Linked DNA regions of Mus musculus: region 2 is linked to region 1. A link is a contact called in public Hi-C data. All regions are on one chromosome and are shown on one strand. The core of a region is the stretch at or near the end of the contact, and the rest is flanking DNA. Distances in the headings are between cores, read along the strand shown. Region 1 holds the start of Slc6a12 (solute carrier family 6 (neurotransmitter transporter, betaine/GABA), member 12). Region 2 overlaps Iqsec3 (IQ motif and Sec7 domain 3).

Region 1 (6,884 bases), core at 1,592-4,091:
AAATCCCATCCTAACAGTCTCAGTACTGTTAGGCCTACGTTATTGATGAGGAAGCGAGGCTCAGGGATGGGGAGCAACACCTGACCCACAGCGCATGCTCAGTGCTCAGTTCAGTGGCTCTTCAAAGGCTGAGCCCAAAGAGCAGCTAGTAGGAAGGGCTCTTGCTTTGTGACTTAGGCAAATGATACCTCCTCAGTGAGCTTTAAATCTCCTAGAGAGAATGACCCTGTCTCCATTGGGTAGCGGCAGAAGGGGAGGATAAAGGTGAAGAGATGTGAAAAAGACCATATAGGTCGCCTTTGCTTGCTAAGCCATGGGATAGCGGGCTCGGCAAGCCCCACCCACGAGGAAGCCTGAGGGAACCTGCAGAAGACAAACCTTCCACTCCCCCCACCACTCGCAGCCATTGCAAGATGAACAGAGGGAGAGGGGATGATCTGGTGGGAAAAGGAGTAGATGAAGAATGCATGATGGGAAAGATGAGGGGGGAGGGGTCAGGGGAGCACACCCAGAACCCTGTCCAGGCCTGAGACTGAGGTTTATCAAGGAAAAGAAGGAAGAGCAGGACCTGAGAGTGTGAATAGCCATAGGCCATTTTATAATTTTCTATAAATAAATATAATAAGTATATTTATACAAATTATATTTCTATTTATATAAATATGCTAATATATAAACATTATTGATAATATTGATATGATATTATTATATAAATTTATATAAATATATAATGAAAATAAGAATAAATATAAATATAATTTTCTATAAATAAAAGATTGGGCATGGGGAGATGGATCAGCCGTTAAGAGCACTGGCTGCTCTTACAGAGGATCCAGGTTCCACTCTCATCACCCACATGGTGATTCATAACTGCCTGTAACTTCAGTCCCAGGGGACTCCTCTTCTGGCTCCCTCAGTCGCCAGACATGTAGTGTGCAGAGACACACACAAAACATTCAGACACATAAAAATAAACAAATAAAAATTCTTTAAAACGTTTTCGAGAGGAAGAGTGGAACCACAGAATAAAAACAAAGGCAGGCAAAAGGAGAGGTGGCTCAGAGCCACGGTGAGCAGGGAGGAGAGAGGGCTGAAACCACAGCACTGGACAGCTATGTTAGACTAGGGGAAGGAATGTCCAGGAGAACGTTAGCCGTACAAACACGCTGCACAGGGCCCCTTTTCTCTCTATTCTTCTTATGGGTCAGATAGTGAATATCATCTGCGTGAGAACTCCAGATCTCAGAATCGAAGCAGGACAGTAAAGTTCCAGCCCAGCCCAGCTCCACACCAACAGCAAATAAATTCAAAAACACAGCCTCGGCCCCCAGGGTCCCTCCCCCCCGCCCCACCTCTAGTCTGTTTGCTAGGAATGATTCTGTGACAGCAAGGACAACTCGTTCCCCTTCGCAAGCTCTGTTACCTCCACAGCTACAGATCTCCTCTGCAGGCTGTCCACCCGCTTTGCTAGGCTGAGCAAGGGGAAGGGGAGGGACTTCACCATACTTGGGTGCCCTTGAGCCAATCCTGGGTTCTGTCTTCAAAGGACCAGCAAGTACAGTCTTAACTCTCTCCTCAGGAGCTGGACAGATTAGATGGAAGCCCACTCTGGTTCTAGGAAACACCTCCAGAAACCCTCCCCGCCCCACATACTGCTAGGGTTCAACCCAGGCACCACCGCTCCCTTCCCTAAACGAAAGAGACCCAGTCCCACTTCAGCCCATACCCACATACCAGCACCCACCCCTGAACACACCGATGCCATTCCGTCACGTCCCTCTGCACACACATACCTGTGTGCATGGCCCCAAAGCCTGGCTGCTCGTAGCCCTTCACACCTGGTAGGCAGCTGCCCTCCACAGTGGCAGCCCACATCTTCTCCAGCTCCCTCTCCTCAGACCCAGTCCCACCCAAGCTGGTGCCCCGCTTTCTGCTCTAGCCCTAGCTGACCAAGAGGCAGGCGCCCCCAACCTGTGAAGGTAGTTCCAGATCCATCCACTCACCCTTCCTAGCTCTGAAAACTGACTGCCCTCCCCTGGCAGGCAGATGGCCCGCCTCCTCGGGGCCAGTTCCCCATCTGTGAACTCTCCTTACTTACTGGGGCTTGTCCCTGAGCAATTTCATTATGTGGCTAGTGAGGATGGCATCAGACTCCCTGTGGCCTCAGGGGACCGCAGCTCCCTGCTTCCTGCCCAGACACACAGTTCTGCTGGGTCTTGCCTCTGCCCTGAGCCTCAGCTCTCCAGACTCAGGGGTACAGAGGCTATGATAACCAGACTGCGCGCTCTGCGCATGCTCTTCCCACTCACCTGGTCTCTCAGCCCAGCTAGAACTCCTGCTCCAGAATGAGTAAGCGTCTCCAGACCTGGAAGAGGAATTCTCACCTTCAGTACTCCTGCTCCTCCCCCCCCCAACCCCCCCTCCCGCCACAGCCCCACCCACCCAGTGGTCCTGAGACGGATGGCCAGACCAGGGAAGGGGGGCTGTAGAAAGTGAAGGGACAAAATACCACAAGCAACAAGAGAGATTGAGAAGTCTATAAGCCTAGATTACACCATCCACCCTCAGGGAACGAAACCTCATGACCCTGTCTCTCTGTCCCCTCAGGGCCCCTCACTCCTGACTAGTGTCTTCCCAGTGGGCACTATCCAGAAGAAGCCCCCAGAACCTTGTTGAACAGCTGCCTCAGGCAGCCCTACCTCCCTGACCTCTCTCCTCCTGCTCCTGGCCCTTCGCCCTTATCCTCACCTCCACCCCAACTACCGGCTCCTTCTTAGGCAAGGTACAGCCCCTCTTACCAGAGCAGTGGGATGGGAGCCACCAACTTTCAGGCTGGACACTGAGGACCTTGGGAGGGGAGCTGGCCTCAGTGACGAGGGCATGGGAGGAGGGTGAATCACAGACTGGAGTTTTCCACCAAGTACCTGCAAAGCTCGAGACCTTCCCAGCCACTGCCTTCTCCTTGGGATTTTCCTAGAGAAGTCTCCAGAGCCTGCATATCCCAGGAAGGCAAATGCAAATAGGATCCAAGGTTCAGCCCACCCACCCAGACCCTTATCATGGTCTCCCAGCCAAGGAAGACTCTGAGCCTCAGTTTCCCGCTTTGGAAAGGTGGATAATGGGTGCTTTTCAAGGTTGCTGTGGAGGGTTAAAGTCAACATGGCTGTGCTGGGAAAATCACAGGTTCTTAAGGACAGTTGTCAGTATTTGTTGCAGGCTCCGGTGGGGGTTCTGGGATCCAGATACTCAGATTCTGCCCAGCACAGCACCACAAACCAAAGACTCCTCCGGAACAGCCTGGCGGCTGTCAAGTGTGCACACCCATGGGGAATGTGTGTGCCCTCAGCAATGATGGGAGGATTTTTCCAAAACAGGGTTCTCTGGGCAAGTCTTCACAGCATGGATACGAAAAAGCCTGTGGCCTCTGGAAACATCAAGATGTTTCTTCAATGCCGAGTGGGATGGAAACAGGGGAAGTTGTGGGGAGAAAGGGAAATTTCCCTTTGTGTGGACTTCCCCTTTATCTGCTAAAAAATGTCTTAACAGTGGAGGGTGTGAAGTGAGATTGGCGGTCTGTAATTTTCCATTGGCACCCCACTCACCATCCCTCAGGTCCCCCCTGGCCTCTGTTGCCCATCAAGGAAAACCAGAATGAGTCTGGCCTTTACAAGCTGGGGACCAGCTCTGGAGGGAAAAGAGTCACGGTCTGCCGCAAGCTGCCCACTTCTCACCCCCGTGCCCAGCTGGCATGGTGCAACCTGCCCTGCCTGCTGGGTCTGCTCTATGCCTGCACGCTGGGCCCACCATCATGACCTCCAGTACAGCAGTTCTCATCCTGTGCATTGTGACCTCTTTGTGGGTCACACATCAGATATCCTGCATATCAGATATCTACATTACGATTGATAACAGCAAAACTACAGTTACGAAGTGGCAATGAAAATAATGTTATGGTTAGGGGCGACCACAACATGAGGAACTGTGTTAAAGGGTCACAGCGTTAGGAAGGTTGAGAGACACACTGCTCTGCTGTTTCTTACACAGGAGATACCAGGGTCTACAAAAAACAAAAGAGCCGGCTTTGGCAGCCCTTCTGCCCAGTGAGTAAAGTCGGATTTTACCTAATCCTTCCATCTCTTTCCCCTGGCTACTTCAGACCCTTGTCTCCCTCTCTTAACATTGGTTCCCCCCCCCCCCAAATCAAGCTTGTCCCAATATTCATTTTCCCCCGCACCCTCCTGTTATCAGACCACTGGAAACTCAAGAAGCCAGAGATTGTGTCTTTGCAAGCATCTGCAAAGTACTGCAAAGAGAGGAAGAGCCACGAGCAGCCATCTTCTTCTGACCCCGTGCATACTCCTAGGTACCTGGCATGAAGCCTATTTTCTGAGCTCCTCGTTCAGGCTGGGTACACTATGTGTTGCCTCCATTAGGAGCCTTGAGGTGTGGATATGAGAAGACTCTGCCTGAGAAGAATTCTGGGGGTGACTAGAAGCAAAACACTTCACCTTGTGACCACATGCAGTAAATGAAGAAGCCGGCACTGGAACCTGTGCCCCTTGGTTCCGAGAGCTCCTTCCTCAGATCAGTTAACAGGTGGGAGTCTCATCTCGTGATTCTCCGCTGCTATTTTAGCATTTAAAATAGTGCTGCCTCCGAGCAGACCTATGGCCTGTATTGGATGGATGGATGGATGGATGGATGGATGGATGGATGGATGGATGGATGGGGAGAGAAAGAAAGGAAAGAGAGAGGGAGATGACAACCACTGCAGGAGAAACAATCATATCCATCCCTTTGCTTAGACAGCATACGCTGCTCTCTCAGAACCAGGGACTGAAGGGCCCCAGCCCCAGGGCCATTGGACCACAGGCTATTTGAGGCTACTTCTTCCTCATTCCCTAGCAAATTCACTTAGCTAAGTAAATGCGCATCCTTCTTCCTGAGACTAAGGGGTGGTATGCTGTCCTGGACACCTCCAGGGCTTTTCTGCTATGAGGAGAGCGACTGCTGGGGTGCAGCCACAGTAAATGGAAGTGTTTACCCAGAGTGCTTCCTGGGTGCCTGTTTCTGCTGGAGTCTGGTGAGGCTGTGGGGTAAGCAGTAGTTTTAGCATAGTTTAGAGGAGAAACAAGATCACAGAATAGTTTGCCTGTTATTGAATGTGAGGGTTGAGATCCAAAATAGGCTGCAAGCCTCTATTAAGAAGGTTGCCCAGGTGACCTGTGCTTATGTGCACACTGTCTAGGGATGGCCGGGGTTGTGAGATGTGCCTGGGTCTGAACCTTGGGCAGTTGAGTTCTCCAGGTAGCCTAGTGGGCTCAGGGATTAGTAAGTGCCTTCCTGGTGCCATGGGCATCTTCTCAGGTGCCAGTTTCCCCTATGCTTCTGCCTCCTGCACTCAGATTATCTCTCCTAGTGCTTGCCTGCCGACCTCTCTGTGTAGCCTCCCCTCCCTGCCTTGCTTTCTTTGGGGAACTGCAGGATCCAGTCTCTGCCCCATACAGATAGGGACACAGCTATCCTCAGTCCTTCACCTCACCTATGCCTCTACCTCAGCCAAAGCCAAACTCAAGTACCATAGCTCCCAACTCTGACTATAGCTAGGCTTGGTCGCTCACATCTATAATTTCAACACTTGGGAAGTTGAGGCAAGAGGATCTCTGTGAGTTCAAGGCCACCCTGAACTATATAGTGAGTTCAAGGACAGCCTGAGCTAAGACTGGGGTCCTGTTTCAAAACAAAACAAAGCAAAAACGAAACAGTGTTGACAGACTCTGAGCACACCAGCCACATTTCTCAAATCTCCATCATCTCCGCCTGTCAGCCAGCATTTATCTCCCTCGCTTGAACCCAAAACCGGACTAAAAGAATACTTGGGCCCCTGACTTCATTTGATCCCTGTCATAAAACTGTGTGGGCAGGATACATGGAGTTATCCACATCTGAAAATTGAATGTGAATTCCAAGGGGTTTCTACTGAGACAGTCCATGAAGCAGACACATCAGAGAAGCACCAACACGTGGTTTTCACACTGTAGATGCCACCATTTGGGACTCTGATAAGTGGGGCTCACATGACCATCACTGAGCCATCTCATTTCCTCAGCATATTTCTAAAACTCTGAGCAAATGAGTGGGCAGAGAGGCAGATCGCGTACGCTCAGAATTGCCTGCCAGGTTCCCTCCACCTTCTGTGACTCCCTCTCAAAGCCCCAAGTTCATTCAAGGAAACTGACACAGACATCGTGGCGCACACCTTTAATCCCAGCACTAGGGAGGCAGAGGCAAGTGGCTATCCTGCTCTACAAGGCAAGCTCCGGGCCAGCCAAGGCTAATAGTGAGACCCTGTATTAAGAGATAAAAGAAATGGGTTGAATTCTGCTTCTGCCCATGTTTGTAGTAAGTGCATTATAACCTTGTAGCCATAGGCGTTGTAGAAACACGGTCAGGTAGGTGAGGCGGTGAGCTGTGTAGAACCCTAGGCTTGGGCACATTAAACCTGCAATGCTGTGACCAAGCCTGTATCCACGGAGTAAATCACCTAGGAGAAAGAGTCCAGGCTCCCCACAGAGTCAGGAGGACCACTGTCCCTGATTTCTACAGACTCTTCCAACACAAGACTGGAAAACTGGCAAAGATTTCAAAACATTTCCCTTGAAACTGACATGTCACAAGCTGAAAAAACACCCGGGGTGGGGGCGGAGCCTGAACAGCTCAGAGAGTCATAGGACACTTAGTCACGTCATGCTGTCATGCCACAGCAGAGGACCCCAGGTGAACCTGCAGACTCAGGTAGACCTTTCCCTAGATGGGGAGAGAGTCATGTTTCATCCACTTCTACAGCACACAAACAGCAACTGGAGTTTCTCCCCACCCCCTTA
Region 2 (6,884 bases), core at 2,916-5,415, 60 kb before region 1:
CCTTGCCAGAAATCCGTGACTTGTCTTTGGATTTCACAGAGGTTCACAATTAAGAGACTCAGAAGGGATTTTGGAATTTGGAATTTTGAGCACTGTTGGAACCATAAGCCTTTAGTGACTTTTGTGGTTGGTTATACTGAATGCATTTGGCATTTTGAAAAGGCGTTTACTGGGGGCTAGAGGTAGGATATGGTGGTCTGAGTGTGAAATGTCTCCCCCAGGCTCATATGTTTGAACACTCGGTTCCCAGCTCACGGTGCCCTTTTGGAAGATTGCAGAACCTCTTGGACTTGGGGCATAACTGGAAGACAAAGGGCTCTAAGGGCAGAACTAGTTGGTTATAGGTCCTGTCCCAATCTAAGCTCTCTGCTTCCTAATCCTCTAAGATGTGAATAAGATGTCTGAAGCTCCCAAGATCACCAGGCTGCCCGCTACCATTCCCTATTGTGGTGGACTGTGTTTCCCACAAACTGCAAGCCAAAATAAGCCCTCCCCCTCCTAAGTTGCTTCTTGTCAGGTATTTGGTCACAGTGCAAGAAAAATGACCAATATAGAGTGAATTCTAGTAGGCTTACCATCAAGTAAGATTAAAGCTATCAAAGGGCCATGCCCACTCTAAGGTATTAGCTATTTGTTTTTGCATCCATGTTTGTTACATTAAAGTCATAGTGATCTGCTGGATTATGTCCTTTTAAGCGCAGGTGATGTGTTGAACTGCCTGGGACTCAGGAAGATTTCTATAAATGTTAGCTGTTTCCATTTTTATTTTCCTACCTAAAACTGAGACACATTAGAACATTCCCTCTGCTTTCTCAGAGCAGAAGAGCTTGAGTGCGCCAATTCTGGCTTGATGTCGGATCCACCCATCAGATGAGAACTTGCTAGAATTTGCCATGGAGACATGGGAAAGAACAGGATGGGACTAGCTTGTTCCGGGGACCACCCTGTATCCTGAAGACATCCCTTCTGGATGTACAAAAGAGACACCTTGCAAGTTCAGGCATATATATATGGGAGCCAAGCAGGATCTTTTAGGGCTAGCTGTGCCCACTGCTCTGCCCACCCACAGTTTTCATGTGGCTGGGAATTTAGCTCTGCTCTATTTCCTTCCTGAAGTGTCCGCTTCAGCGGGCTTGAAGGCCAGCGGATGGGAGAATGTTCTGGGCCAGCTGTGAGCAGTCTCTCTTCTAGCGTGGATGATTCTTTCCGATGTGAATCGCATGTGTGAGGAGGGCACCCATGCCTGTCATTTCAGCAAGAATGCTCTAAGGGCAGCTTTAGGATAACGCCGCCAGCAGGAAGTTTCTGGCATGGTTCTTCTTTCCACTAGTCTTGGGTCCTGTGTGAAGTTCTGGTACATACTAATTAACATTTGATGTTGGAGTCAGATTTTCATGACTTCATTTCCACCAGCATTCATCTGTTGGCCAGAATGTAACAGACTTGTTCTTCTCGGGACATTTTTAGATGAAGACAGATTGTCTGTCAATATCCAACAGACTGGAAGGCTGTGGCCTTTATGGCTAGCAAGGAATTCTTTGAGAACATCTTGCCCACTCATTGCTGTAGTTCCAGAGTAGACCCTTTCTTTGCTTGAGGAATTCCCTTGTGGAGAGGATGGTTAGGCTGTGGCTCAGGAAGACCCTTCCAGGGTCTAGAGGAGGGGAGGGAAACAACCATGTAGGCAAAGATCTTAGAGCTATTTCTACAGGTTTGAAAAGTTCTCTTCTATCACCCAGAGGGGCAAGAGGAGTGTCTTTTAAAAGTGCTGTGTTAGGAATATATATACATATCCATAATGGAAAGGCATTTAACTTAGCATGTATAAAGCCCCAGGTTCAGGTCCTTTGACTGTGAAAGAAAGAAAGAAAGAAAGAAAGAAAGAAAGAAAGAAAGAAAGAAAGAAAGAAAGAAAGAAAGAAAGAGGAGGGGAGGAGGGGCGGGGGAGGGGCGGGGCGGGGAGGGGAGGGGAGGGGAGGGGAGGGGAGGGGAGGGGAGGGGAGGGGAGGAGAGGAGAGGAGAGGAGAGGAGAGGAGAGGAGAGGAGAGGAGAGGAGAGGAGAGGAGAGGAGAGGAGAGGAGAGGAGAGGAGAGGAGAGGAGAGGAGAGGAGAGGAGAGGAGAGGAGAAACCAGTGGTGTCTTTCTGGATTTAAATCTTTGACCTCCCACCTCTCTGGACACCCTTCTCTATCCCTGACATGAATAGATTAAAAACTCTCTTGAACAGTAAATACTCCCTGAAATGGAGACTTTGTGGTCCCCAAAGATAGGGTAAACAAATCCAGACTTAAGGCATATGAATTGGGATTTTATACAAAGAGATATCTCCAGCCCAGTCTCTCATAAGCTAGCTCAGGAGAGGCCATTCCCACCCTCTGGGTAACTTTCTATTGGAGGCTCTTACCAGCCACTCTACCATGAGACTTCTCGGAGGGACTTCCAGGGGTTCAGCCTGTCCTGATGATTTCTACAGGAATATCCGTGAAGCACAATAAGGATCACACTGTGGGAGCGCCCATTTCTAAGAATGCAGGAACCAAGGAACAGAGAGGTTAGGGATCTTCCCTTCTGCCACACAGCTTATAGATGGCTGAGACCTGCAGCCAGGCAGAATGAGCCCATAATCCCACAACACCCCAATGTCTGTGCCCCACTCCACAAGAAGCAAGATCTACAGCGCTCATGGTTCTCATGATTCTCTGCTTCTGAATCATAGCACTGGAAAGCCCAGTGGGGGCTCAGCTGTAGCTTAGGCCTCTCATCTTGCCTGGGAAGAACAGACCCAGGGAGAAGAACTGACCTGTCCACAGGCCAGTGGAAATTGAGCAGAATCAGGCACAACTCCATCCCTCCTCCCCATTTTATTTGGCTGTGCTCCGATCCTCTCATCTGAGAAAGAGCAGAGAGTGTGATTCCCAAGTCTCACGGGGCCTGCACTAGATCCAGTTTCCCCTGCTTGGTGTGCATTTTAAAATGTCCGCTGATACCTGGCTAGCGGCACTGTTTCAGACAGTTAGCTGCTATTATCAGCAGCACCTCAGCTAAAAGGAGCTTCAAACCGCTCACTTATCAACATGTCAACGCAGGCTTGATCCGAAGAAACACAACGAAAGCCCTTACTTACTAAGTCCCACTATACCAGGACCTTTGTACACATTGACTTCTTAAAACCCATGCCAGCTCTGCCCAGAGGACAGGACATGGATTGTGTCCATTCTGTAAGTGAGGGAAGTGAGGTACACTGAAACTCAGTGGCTTGAGCCGGACTTCTGCACAGCAGAAACAAGACTCAAACCCAAAGGCCTGACCTCTTCCTGTGTCCCACGTTGTTACAGTACACAGACTTACTTCTCAAAATGTGTCGCCCCGGCTGGCACCATCAGCACCACCTGGAAGCCTGATGGTGATGCAAACTCTGTCTCTGCTCCAGGCCCTGTGAATGAGAAATCTAGGCTTGGCAGGAGCACCAGGGGATTCTGAGACATGTTTGGGACTCATGACCCCTGCCCACTAGGATGCTGCCAAGTTCAGCATGAGAAAAATCTGTTCTGGCATCCACAGTGACTGCCGATGTGTCTGGGTAGTTAGAGCAGAGTGCTCTTGATTTCTGGGTCAGTACCTGGCAGCCATCCTTTGGAGGGTCTTTGTGCCGCAGCGCCATCATGGGAACACTGCTGGGTCCCTGAGTCAGCACCCTCTCCTTCTGTTTTCTTGGCACCATTCACTTTTCTAAAAGGCCTTCACAGAGCATGTTATGAGTTCTGACCAGAAAAGAAAATCACCCTCCAGCGGATGAGGGTATTTTTAATTAAATTGTGTAAGCAAGCACCGCAGAATAAAAGCAGGGTCTGCGCGTCTCATGGCCTTTCCCCTGAAGCACAGATACTTGCCGCTTCCCAGGCCTCAGCAGGGCCTCACTGACAATATCTTTACCATCTCTTCTGGCCAATTAAAAAATCCCTGCTGTTGCTATTACCTATTTTCAGCTCCCAACCAGTTCCTTTGTCTGCCAGACACTGTCTTGCTTTCCTTTAAAAAAGAAAAAAAAAAAAAAAAAAAAGATCCTGAGATGACGCAATTCATTTTGATCACAGTTGTGTAGGATGCTTCATTTCCCCGCAACACGAATTGATTGCGTGAACGGATCAGTGTTAACAAGCAATTTGATGCAAGAGTGTACTGTTCATACAGATGCAGGAGCAGCTGGCTCTCTGCCTCCAAGTCCTCCTGAGCTGTTTTCTGCAGCCCCCACTCCCCCCCCCCAAAAAAACATATAGGCATGAAGGAAGCCCAAGCAAACCCTCTATCCCCACCCCCAACCTGATTCACTGGCTGATCCATCCACAACCCTCTTGAGCAAGTCCAGACTCTTCCCCAAAGCGGTCCGATCAGTGATACCCACACACTCCAGTTCTCATCACACATTCAATCGCTTCTGCAGCTGGAGGAGGCAAGAAGTGCATGTGACCCACGTGGCTTCATCACTGCCCAGCATCAGCAATCCTCCGGGACATATCCCTGGCAGAGGTCTGGGGTCAATTCCAGATCATCTTGACAGAGAATACTAAGAGATTCCAGGTCCCTGGGTGAAGTTTTCAAGGGTTGTTGAGCTTCTTCTCCAGCTTACCTTCAACAGCACCTGAGCCTGCTTCTTCCAACTGGTTTTTTACTCACTCATCTAATCATCTTACAAAGGTTATGGCTTCATGTATACTCTAGAGAAGCAGAGCTGAGAAACAACATGTTCTAACCACGCGAGGAAGTTTTAAAGTAGACTGAAGACAAGTCCGGAAAACGATGGAAGCTATGGAGACCACAGACCTTCAAGGTTGGAGTCAGACAGCATGAAGGCAAGACTGCAAGAAGGAGTCAGGAGGAAGGGGCAGGAGGAGCAGGATGCTAAGAGCCTGCTCCGCTGGGGACATCATACAAGGAATGTGGAAGGTTCTGAAGGAAAGCAAACAGGGGAGCCACTGAAGACCAGGCAAGTGTCCTAGAAGGATGGTTCTCAAGGATGGCCTGAAGACAGGGAGTAAGGACGGGCTAAGTCACTAGCCATAGTTCTGGCTGCAGCAGGAGGGAAGGGAGTAGATCTCAGAGCCTGTGGCAGGTGTGGGAGGAAAGCAGAGAACTGTGTCACATTGAGTAGCCACCCAAGTGCGTGAGAATTCAGGGCGCTCATCTTTGCCTAGAACTAACTGTGCCTGTCCTTGGACTTGTTACCTTGGTGCAGATATTTCCTGATACATGCACATCATTTCATTTTAAAATGGCAGGGTATGTTACAGCTCGGGACATCTCATCTGCAGAACTGATCGAACTTGACATTGCCAAATATTTGTTTAAGCAAGTCAAACTGTCAAATACCTGGTATAACAAAGTATGCACAGCCTGTTGTCTATTCAAGAGAAATAGGGACATCCTACATTCTCATGATTGTCACCCAGTGAGGACATTCAGACCTCAGATGACTCAACCAGGAAAAAAAGGGGTTACCACTGATGCTCCGCTGGGATGCAGAGGCGACATTATTGATGCAGTTGCCCCCGGCTTAGTAGCACTGTCGTTGACTCTTGTAAACTCAATGGAGTCCCAGCAATAAGGAGACTTGGTATAAGAGACAACCTAATGAACTTGGAGCTACAGGAAACAGAAGGAGCCGCTGAGATCAGCAAGGTCTCCTAGAGAAGGATTTTTAAGACGGGGAAAGGCCTGGAGGCCACCTCTAAGCCAGAGGTCAGATAGAGATGAGTACCTAGAAAGAGAAAAGAGTCACCCCAGAAAGAGGTTATGACATGAGGGCATGACAAACAGAGTCCACTGAACTTGGTGTCAGGGTGACCAGTGGTGGCCTTGACATGAAACAGACTGATGAGAACATGCACTGGACTGGAATGGGAAAAGAAGCCAGGACACAGGACAGCGTGAACATGCATGACTTCTTGAAGTTTGGCTCTAAACAAAAACAGAGGAAGAGACTGGGTAACAGGAAGCTATCAACACAGGTTTTCATCTGTACACTAAAAGAGACACACAGTGGGTCTTCATAAGGGTTTGCAGGGCTGTGGTGTAGCTCAGTGGTAGAGTTGTGTATAAGGCTGTGGCTCTACTCCTGGTTTCAGAAAAAAAGAAAGAAAGAAAAGAGAAAAGAAAGAAAAAAGAAAGGAGAGAGAGGGGAGAAGGAAGGAATTAGTAAAAGAGAAACCCAACTCAACACCTCTTTAGCTTAGGCTCCCAAGCTAAAGCCTCAGTCCAGCCTCCTGCTCACCTTAAATACTGCTGCTGAGTTATGGGGCTCATTCTATACCCCTCCTATGCATAGCTCCTATGCCCCTCCTATGCATAGCTCCTATACCCCTCCTATGCATAGCTCCTATGCCCCTCCTATATATAGCTCCTATACCCCTCCTATGCATAGCTCCTATGCCCCTCCTATGCATAGCTCCTATACCCCTCCTATGCATAGCTCCTATGCCCCTCCTATGCATAGCTCCTATGGCCCTCCTATGCATAGCTCCTATACCCCTCCTATGCATAGCTCCTATGCCTCTCCTATGCATAGCTCCTATACCCCTCCATCCTTCAGTCCCAGATTCCTCTGGACAGAATCTCAGACCCTGCATTCACCACCACCACCCTCAGCTTCATCCTAGACTCAGCCCTAGAACTTCCAGTTGGGACCCCGGAAGTTGCATCTTGACTGGGCTCCCTGGCCTCTCTTGTTCCAGGCCCCCATCTTGCTCACTGCCCCCTCCCTCTTATTTCTCCCTGCTCCTATCCCCAGCAACCAGGAAATCTTCATGAAATCTTGCAGTGCTCAGGATACATTCTAGAATCCTCATAATTAGCAGGTGAATATCCTGTTCACCCCAAGTCCCTATGTC

Evidence for each region. A called contact is a pair of places that touch in the nucleus more often than the background predicts.
Region 2: a Hi-C map of the N1E-115 cell line shows a contact between it and region 1, with 4 times the contacts expected there. The contact joins the enhancer-like site here to the promoter of Slc6a12 in region 1. A contact is called at or near these places in 7 of 39 promoter capture datasets (3T3-L1-derived adipocytes, cranial neural crest, embryonic stem cells and 3 more), 4 of 484 Hi-C or Micro-C datasets (the N1E-115 cell line, embryonic stem cells and trophoblast stem cells), 2 of 115 datasets of contacts at active chromatin or transcription factors (both in embryonic stem cells) and 3 of 9 other capture datasets (adipose tissue, liver and pancreatic islet).

Annotation. Positions count from the first base shown.
Region 1 is chr6:121,338,531-121,345,414 of GRCm38.p6, reverse strand. It overlaps Slc6a12 (solute carrier family 6 (neurotransmitter transporter, betaine/GABA), member 12), which reads right to left and starts at 2,841. Exons shown (of 16, transcript NM_001381903.1): 1 at 2,799-2,841; 2 at 2,310-2,365.
Region 2 is chr6:121,399,817-121,406,700 of GRCm38.p6, reverse strand. All of the region lies in intron 5 of Iqsec3 (IQ motif and Sec7 domain 3), which reads left to right. Among named protein-coding and RNA genes, the nearest start is that of Slc6a12, 61 kb to the right of the region's middle. Within about 2 kb of position 4,165, at least 14 of the 459 cell types and tissues checked have an H3K27ac peak or open chromatin away from gene starts, as enhancers often do. A contact at or near this core is called in the N1E-115 cell line, where this site is marked.